Regions from separate parts of the Oryctolagus cuniculus genome. Here all the other regions are linked to region 1. A link is a contact called in public Hi-C and Micro-C data. All regions are on one chromosome and are shown on one strand. The core of a region is the stretch at or near the end of the contact, and the rest is flanking DNA. Distances in the headings are between cores, read along the strand shown. Region 1 overlaps ATG7 (autophagy related 7). Region 2 overlaps TAMM41 (TAM41 mitochondrial translocator assembly and maintenance homolog). Region 3 overlaps TAMM41 (TAM41 mitochondrial translocator assembly and maintenance homolog).

Region 1 (2,700 bases), core at 138-2,637:
TAATGCTGGAAGCTGAGCTTTGCTACCCTGGGAGAGGGAGGAAGGGGGAGGGAGCCAGCCAGCTTTGGGGTCCGAGGCCTTTGAAGCTGGGCCCCGTCGCTGGTTGATTCCTCAGCCAAGTGCCTTCCCCTTTTTGAGGCTGTTTTATCAACATAAAATGGCAGGGTTGGGAAGGTGCAGTGAATTAACCCACAGGAGATGCATGTTTGTCTGAGTGCAGATGCTGAGTGCTGTGGAGTCTTGAGAAATTTTGCCATTCGGCTGGCTAATCTTCTGCCTTTGGCGCTGGCACCCCGGGTTCTAGTCCCGGTTGGGGCGCCGGATTCTGTCCTGCTTGCTCCTCTTCCAGTCCAGCTCTCTGCTGTGGCCAGGGAGTGCAGTGGAGGATGGCCAGGTCCTTGGGCCCTGCACCTGCATGGGAGACTGGGAGGAAGCGCCTGGCTCCTGGCTTCAGATCGGCGCAGTGCACCAGCTGCAGCGACCACTTGGGGGGTGAACTAACGGAAAAGGAAGACCTTTCTGTCTGTCTCTCTCTCACTGTCTAACTCTGCCTGTCCAAAAAAAATTTTTTTTTGCCATTTGTATTTTTAGTAAAACACTTTAATGCCATTCTATAGGTTTAAAAAGCACTTTGATGTAAATATAGTTGTCCAGGCATAATACTGTGAATAGATAATAGTGCTAGTACAGTTTTGTGAATAAAGAGAATGGTTAAAACTGATAGTGTCTGCATGTAAACCAGCTGTAGTACACAAGTGTGTGCACTAGGTGGTGCCATTTCCTCGTCAATATGTTGCTGTTGAAGTTTGCTCCAAGTCAACTGGATATGTATTTTGGACTGTCTCTGCCTTCCTTGGTCCCCAGCCCATCTCCCCTTGTGAGACCCCACCTAACATCAAATTGAATAAGTTTTCATTTATCCCACGTCCAACTCTCACATCTATGGGAGAGAAGCCATGTCCATCATGCCAGGACCCAGAAGTGCATTTCAGAGATGGGGCCTTCCCCAGCGTGATGTGAATTCTTCATTCTGTTTGTTTTTAGATTCGGGGATTTCTGTCCCGGTTTGATAACGTCCTTCCCGTCAGCCTGGCGTTCGACAAATGCACCGCTTGTTCTTCCAAAGTAAGTGGTCCTGCCTCTCAGCCCCAGAGCGAGCCCGGCCACCTCCCACCAGCCAGAGCCAAGAAAACCAACCCCGGCCTTTGTGTGGGGGAGGAGTGGGGTCCTAACACTGGAAAAGGACACTGTGCTCATTGTATTGTTCTCACCGAGAAGTGGCCTGTGGAGACTGCATGGGCAGTGGACAGAAGAAGCCGAGCCAGTGTGCTCTGTGCTGAAGCACGCACGGCAGGCATTTTGGCTTGACCTTGAACTTCGCTGGTCTCTGACCACCCCCTTCTCACAGAGTGGATGGGAGTGGACGGGGACAGGGGTTGTTTGCAGGCAGCCCCGCCATGCCTCCTTGGGAGACCAAGGCCTGACCGAGGAAGCATAGGCAGAGATTAGGGGCCTGGAGAGGGCCCCTTCGCCTTTGATCTTTGCAGAGGCTCTAAAAATAGCGCGAGCAGTAATGGGAACCGGCTGGTGTATCTCACAGCTACAGTGATGGCATCTCATTTTTTAATAGGCTTTGAGAAACTGTCGGAGTTATTTTTACATGTATACTCAGTATGATAGCTGATTTCCTTTTGGGTGTCCTTTTAAGCCTTCTAACACCCAGTGGTTTAACCTGGGCTTTAAAAACTCAGGAGTTTCTGTATAAGCACAGATAGTCGTGTTAGAGTTCTGTGCAAAACAGTGTCATGGTCCTGGGGCCAAACCGCGGCCTCCCTGTTAGAACCAGGGGTCTCGGTGCCCCGCACCCTGAATCTGGCAGGGTGGAAGGAATTCCGTCCTAGAGAAATGGTCTGAGTTGGCAGGCTTCTTCGGAAAACTCTTCTTGGGTCCTGTCTTAGGAGAACGGTCCTGACAAGTTTCAGTGAAAATTGAGCTCAGATTTGATGAACACTGTTGAGAAGTTTGGTTAAACTTAGATGCTCCAGAATTTATTTGTGCTTCAAAAGTAAGCTAAGCCCGTGTCGTCGTCATGGATCGCAAGCGCCCGCGCTGAGGTTTGGAGCTCACTGTCGGTCAGTGATTGCGTGTGAGAGTGAGTGTGTTCCTGCGCCTCTTGGCTCTTTGAGATACCGCACATCTGCGCACGGCAGGGTCTCGGGGAGTCCGGTGTGGCTCTGTCTTGAGAAATACAAGTTTGGGGGTTGTGTGCTCTTTAGAGGGGTGCTTTCTTTTCTTTTTTTTTCCTTGAATGGCTGAGTAGATTGGTCTCAGAATAACTTGACAGGATTGATTTTTGTATGGAAATCATTTGGCACAGGCGCCAGAAGTTTTTCTATGCATTTTGTAGGCCTGGCTGGCCAGTGAAATAAAGATAATCGGGTGCTGTGAGTGCAACGCAAAGACGCCTGGGTTCTCACTCTGAGCAGTTAGCGCTGGCAAGAGGCACGAGAGCACGCGGGTGAGGGGGCTCCCGATAATCTCCTAACAGAGTAGGTGAGGGGGCTCCTGATAATCTCCTAACAGAGTAGGTGAGGGGGCTCCCTGATAATCTCCTAACAGAGTAGGTGAGGGGGCTCCTGATAATCTCCTAACAGAGTAGGTGAGGGGGCTCCCTGATAATCTCCTAACAGAGGGTAGGTG
Region 2 (2,700 bases), core at 196-2,695, 340 kb after region 1:
TGCTGTGTCTGAAGCCAGGCTTTTGTTTCGGAAGCTTCGACAGACAGCTCTTGCTGATTTCCAGCAAGTAAGGGAGTGTGCGACCTTGAAGGATGGGTCCATGACGGACAGGATTCGCCGGGAAACACCGTGAGGCAGCGCTGTGTCCAGGCAGGGCGTGGTCTGTGCTTCAGCCCTCTGGGAGAAAGCGAGCAAGCCTCCAACATTCTCCCAACGAGCTTCCAGCCGTGGGCACAGCTGCAGAGCAGGTCTCCTCCGGGGCCAGAGTACAGCCACTTGAAGGACCTGCAGGCTCGGGGTGGGCATTCCGTCTGCTGGTTTAGAGGGCCGCGTCCACACCCAGTGCCTGGGCTCAGGTTCTGGCTCTGGCTGCCTGCTGATGCACCCCCGGGAGGCAGCAGTGACGCCTCTCGTGGGAGACCTGGATGGAGTTCTCAGCTCTGGCTTCAGCCTCACCCAGCCCTGGCTCTGTGGGCATTGGCACTGTAAGCCGGTAGATGGGCAGTTTCTCTTACCATCAGACTCTCGCTCTGTTTCTATGCTTCTCAAATAAATGAATGTGGGGCTAGTGTTGTAGTGTAACAGGTTAACTTGCCGCCTGCGATGCCAGCATCCCATATGGGTGCTGATGCACCTGGGAAAGCAGCAGAAGGTGACCCAAGTCCTTGGGCCTCTGCACCTACGTGGGAGACCTGGAAGAAGCTCCTGACTCCTGGCTTCCACCTGGCCCAGCCCCAGCCATTGTGGCCATTTGGGGAGTGACCAGTGGATGAAAGATCTCTCTCTCTGTATCTCTCTCTCCTCCTCTCTCTGCAGCTCTTTCAAATAAATAAATAAATTCAAGGGAGGAAACAGCGTTCCAGGTGTAAGTGTTACATATCACCAGAAAACTGTGTGATATTACTTTGCATTCTTTTTATTTAAGTGTGTAGGTTCCCCCAGACGGAAGACATGCTTTAGTCACAAGAGAGCAGAGAAGGGCGAACACCGACCTATCCTCCCACGTTTCAGGCAAGTGCTCCTAAGGATCAACCGAGGCAGGCCAGCAGCTCTTAAGGAACAAGACTAGACCTGTCTTCTTAATTCAGGCGAATCTTTTGAAACCCCAGAGGTAAACAGGCCTCTGCCCCCACAATTACTTCTGATTGACCAGAAAGTCAGGTGGGCGGGGCGGGGGGAGAGCGAGACTTCACACATCTAATCCCTCCCCCTCCGCGGACCTCCCTCGCACCTCGGGGCCTCCCTCACCCCCATGCCTTCCTTCCCCAACTCCTGCCCGCTGCCGCCTCACTGCTGCTGCGGTCTCTCCTCTCGGTGGGCACCACAACCACCTGGGCTCGGGCTGCTGGCAGGCAGACCTGGCTGCCCGTGCGGTGGCAGCCGTAGCTCCCTCCGCCCCTCTCGGCTCCCTGGCTGCCATGCGCCTCCACGACCCATCAGAGGCTTCCCTCCGCCCTTGAGAAAAGCTCCGGGTCCCTCAATGCAGCTTGAAGGCCCTCCGTGCGCCTGGCTCCTGCCCACGGCTCGGTCGGATCACCAGATTCAGCCCCTCTCACCTCCCTGCTGCCACATCAGAGCCCAGAGAGCCGCCACCCCTTCTCTCCAGTCAGGCGAGACCCCGCACACAGGCTGGCTGCTCAGAACAGGACAACTCGCCCAGCTGGCCACTCGGCGCTGGTTTGAGACGGGACACCATCCGCCGCTGCCACCACAGGAGGCGTGGGCCGGAACGGGAGGTGACTTTCCTGGGCCCTGTGACCCCGGGTCTGCCCGGGTGCCCAGATGGGGATTACGCTGTCATACGAATAGCACAGCCGGAGATGTCAACACGATTTTCTAAATAAGAAACTCCCTGGGAAGAGGAAAAGAAAAACAGCACTCGGCTTTGCAAGCGGCCTTTCGGTACCCACATCGGCCCACGACAGGTGCACCTGAGTCAGGGCACTCCAGGGCTACTGCTACAGACTGAGGGTCAGGCCGCAGAACACACTGGCCCCCAGGGTCAGGCCGCAGAACACACTGGCCCCCAGGGTCAGGCCGCAGAACACACTGGCCCCCAGGGTCAGGCCGCAGAACACACTGGCCACCAGGGTCAGGCCGCAGAACACACTGGCCACCAGGGTCAGGCCGCAGAACACACTGGCCACCAGGGTCAGGCCGCAGAACACACTGGCCACCAGGAAGGGCAGCCCTCCGAGCTGCACAGGGAGGCCTGGCTTCCAGGTTTCCTAGAGACCGACAGCCTCGTCCACGTGTACAAAACACCCATCAGGGACAAGGTACCAACACACTGGACGCCTGGGTAAGCCGTGGAATACCTTGGGGGTTGGGTATTAGTATCCCCTCTGCGGCAGGGAAAAGAGGCCAGTTAACACGGTAAGGTAACAGAGGGACAACCAACGACTAGAACGTAGGGTCCACCCTCTGGGACCCTGAGCTTAGCTCCTGCCACGTCCCTGAATTTAACTGAGTGTCAGCATAAAGGGTGCATGAAGGTGGGATCTTTGTGAGCGCAAGGCTGCCCAAGGGAGGCGTGGCCACATTGCTCTGCGCTTCCACCGCCCAAGTGGAGGGGAGGGAGCACAGGCAGTCCCAGACACCAGGAACTCCGGGGGCCGCTTGTGTGATTCACTGCCCCCTGCTGGCGAACAGAAAGAATGCGTGCTAAGAAAACAAGGCCCGACTTTGGCTTGGAGGTGT
Region 3 (2,700 bases), core at 169-2,668, 380 kb after region 1:
AGGCTTAAGAATCTAAATTCTACCTTTTACTTTTTCTGACACTTTTTTAGGGGGATATTTCTAACAGGCAAACCTCACGTCACTTGATTGATCAAGTGTGGATTTTCTCCGCAGGTGTGATGATGAGGACTCCACAGACCTTAACTAAACCTTTAGGGCTGGAGCCTGGTGTAGGAGGTTAAGCCTCCACCTGCAGTGCCAGCATCCCATATGAGTGCTGGTTTGTGTCCCGGCTGCTCCTCTTCTGATCCAGCTCTCTGCTATGGTCTGGGAAAGCAGTGGTAGATGACCCAACTGCTTGGACCCCTGCACCCACATGAGCGATCTGGAGGCAGCTCCTGGCTCTTGGTTTTGGATCAGCCCAGTTCTGGCCATTGTGGCCATTTGGGGAGTAAACCAGAAGATGGAAGACCTCCTTTTCTGTTTCTCCCTCTCTCTGCCTGTAACGCTACCTCTAAAATAAATAAATAAATCTTAAAAAAAAGGAAAAAAAAGAAATGAAAACTTAAAAAAAAAATTCAGCACTTGGGGTGAGTTTAGTGTTACTGCAATCATCCGCAGAGAGCTGAACCAAGGGACAGTGCAGGGAGGTGCGTTTCCTAAGGATGCCCAAGTTGATGGCAGGAATCAGGGTAACACCTCAGACTCTGTCAATCAAGCTCTCAATGTTTTAAATTGTTCTCATGCATTCAGCTAAGGATGTATTCTGTTTGATTTATCTTGAAAGATGATTAGAGCAGATTTTAAGGTACTGTAACTCCTATGTTTATTCCTTGAATAATTTTTCCAAACCTTGTATTCCATATCGAACCACGGATCTAAGAGGGTGACCTCGTCATTTACTGAGGCTCAGAGGCGTACAAAGATTTCCCCAAGACAAGCGGTCACCCACCGGCCCAGGACCCAGGTCCCTGATCTGTCCAGGGCTCCACAGCCCTGCAACGCCCACATATCTGCTTCTCAGTGGTTCTTCACCCTTTGTTTCTTGGGTGGTTTTATAGAAACTCACTGCAATGACAAGCTCTGTGGGGATGCTACTAACTCAGAGATGGAAAGGGTTAAGTTTGGGGACATTTTCCTGGTTAACAAAACACCACTCGTTGTCCGAGAAAGCTGTCCTAGTTGCTTTGTAAGAAAGCCGTCTGCTTGCCAGTTTAAGGTTAAGAGAGTGAACATAAAAGCATCCTTACTGAAAGGAAAAATGTCAATTCAGAAGGTCCTGGCACTGTGCTGATCTGGGTCTTCGGTGATAGGTGAACCAGGAACTGGTCTCAGCGGCACCACTATTTGTTGTGCAGAGGGAGAAGCCAGAGAGCTCTTGGGGCACTGCCAGAGAGGCCTGGGAAAAGGAGAGTCCTCAGACTTGGGAGCAGCCGTTTGTGTGTGACCGGGAGTGGCCTGACCTGAACTGCATCGGCAACGCTGCACAGAGTCCCTGGCCACAGGCAACGAGCTCTGTGATGCAGGGAGGCGGGGCTGGGAGGAGGTTCACAGGGGAGATCTGTGAGTACAGAGGGTCACAGGTGGTCACAGGGACACTGCTCGAGCTGCGGGGAGTGCAGCCCGACCCAGCGGCTCTCATCCTCAACCACCAGGACGGTGACTTGTTCTCAGTCGCTGCTTGAGGTCGAAGAAGAAACAATGGACATCAGAGCCGGGGGACCCCTGAGAGCCAGAGGACCCTCGATTTAGCCTGGGAGACCCCCAGTTTAGCCTCTCTTAGGACTTTGCCATTCCTTCGGCACACCAGAGAAGGAGATGGCTGTTCTCTGAACGGCAAAACGGATGACTCAATCTTCTCATCTCAAAGGCCAAAGGCCCCAGCACTTGCTCACAGCGGCTCACAGCCAAGACTGGCTCTCCGATTCCCACTTCAGGGACTTTTCCATTCACAGTCAATGAAGCTATGGGAAGGTGATGGCTGTACAACCCCATGAATTCGCTCAAAGCCACTGAACTGTGCACTTCAAATGGCTGAGCTGTGTGATGTATGAATTGTACTTCAAAGATGCAAATAAATTAAAATCCTCTCAATACGATGGTAGATACCAACTCTGTTAACGCTTTAAAAATTCAAGCAAAATTATCAATGTGAGGGATCTTCCAAAGAGAAGTTTCGTGGAAAACTGAATTAAAAGAGAAGTTTATTTTGGTGCAAACATTTTGGAAATCCATTCACCTTTTTGATAACATGTATTTCCACGAGCTTTTCAAAGACTCTGCATACCTTTAGAATAACATGACAGAAGGATCCAACACACATGCACAAAACTTATAAAAAGTAAAGAATGTTTTTAAGAAGAAAACAGTGGGGCTGGTGTTGTGGCACAGCACATTAAGCTGCCACCTGTGAAACCAGTATTCCACATGAGTGCTGGTTCCAGTCCCAGCTGCCCTGCTTCCAATCCAGCTCCCTGCTAACACCCTGGGAAAAGCAGCAGAGGATGGCCCGTGTGCTTGGGCCTCTGCCATGCACTGAGTACTGGAAGAAACTCCGGGCTCCTGGCTTCCATTTGGTTCAGGACTGGCTGTTATGGCTATCTGGGGAGCGAACCAGTACTTGGAAGATCTCTCTGTCTCTGTCTTTCTCTCTCTGTAACTCTGACTTTCAAATAAATAAATAAATTTTTTAAAAAATTTGCAAAATTTTAAGATAATTATGAAACTTAAGACAATGTAACTCCCTTTAAAACACATAAA

The links. A called contact is a pair of places that touch in the nucleus more often than the background predicts.
Region 2: a contact with region 1 is called in a Micro-C map of ear pinna, with 18 times the contacts expected there. The contact joins two enhancer-like sites. A contact is called at or near these places in 2 of 6 Hi-C or Micro-C datasets (ear pinna and an unstated tissue).
Region 3: a contact with region 1 is called in a Hi-C map of an unstated tissue, with 5 times the contacts expected there. The contact joins two enhancer-like sites. A contact is called at or near these places in 5 of 6 Hi-C or Micro-C datasets (ear pinna, embryonic fibroblasts, psoas muscle and 2 more).

What each region holds. Positions count from the first base shown.
Region 1 is chr10:115,737,903-115,740,602 of mOryCun1.1, reverse strand. It overlaps ATG7 (autophagy related 7), which reads left to right. Exons shown (of 20, transcript XR_011379656.1): 18 at 1,045-1,125. Among named protein-coding and RNA genes, the nearest start is that of ATG7, 99 kb to the left of the region's middle. Within about 2 kb of position 1,387, at least 1 of the 8 cell types and tissues checked has an H3K27ac peak or open chromatin away from gene starts, as enhancers often do.
Region 2 is chr10:115,393,951-115,396,650 of mOryCun1.1, reverse strand. All of the region lies in intron 7 of TAMM41 (TAM41 mitochondrial translocator assembly and maintenance homolog), which reads right to left. Among named protein-coding and RNA genes, the nearest start is that of VGLL4, 28 kb to the left of the region's middle. Within about 2 kb of position 1,445, at least 1 of the 8 cell types and tissues checked has an H3K27ac peak or open chromatin away from gene starts, as enhancers often do.
Region 3 is chr10:115,358,584-115,361,283 of mOryCun1.1, reverse strand. All of the region lies in intron 3 of TAMM41 (TAM41 mitochondrial translocator assembly and maintenance homolog), which reads right to left. Among named protein-coding and RNA genes, the nearest start is that of TAMM41, 12 kb to the right of the region's middle. Within about 2 kb of position 1,418, at least 1 of the 8 cell types and tissues checked has an H3K27ac peak or open chromatin away from gene starts, as enhancers often do.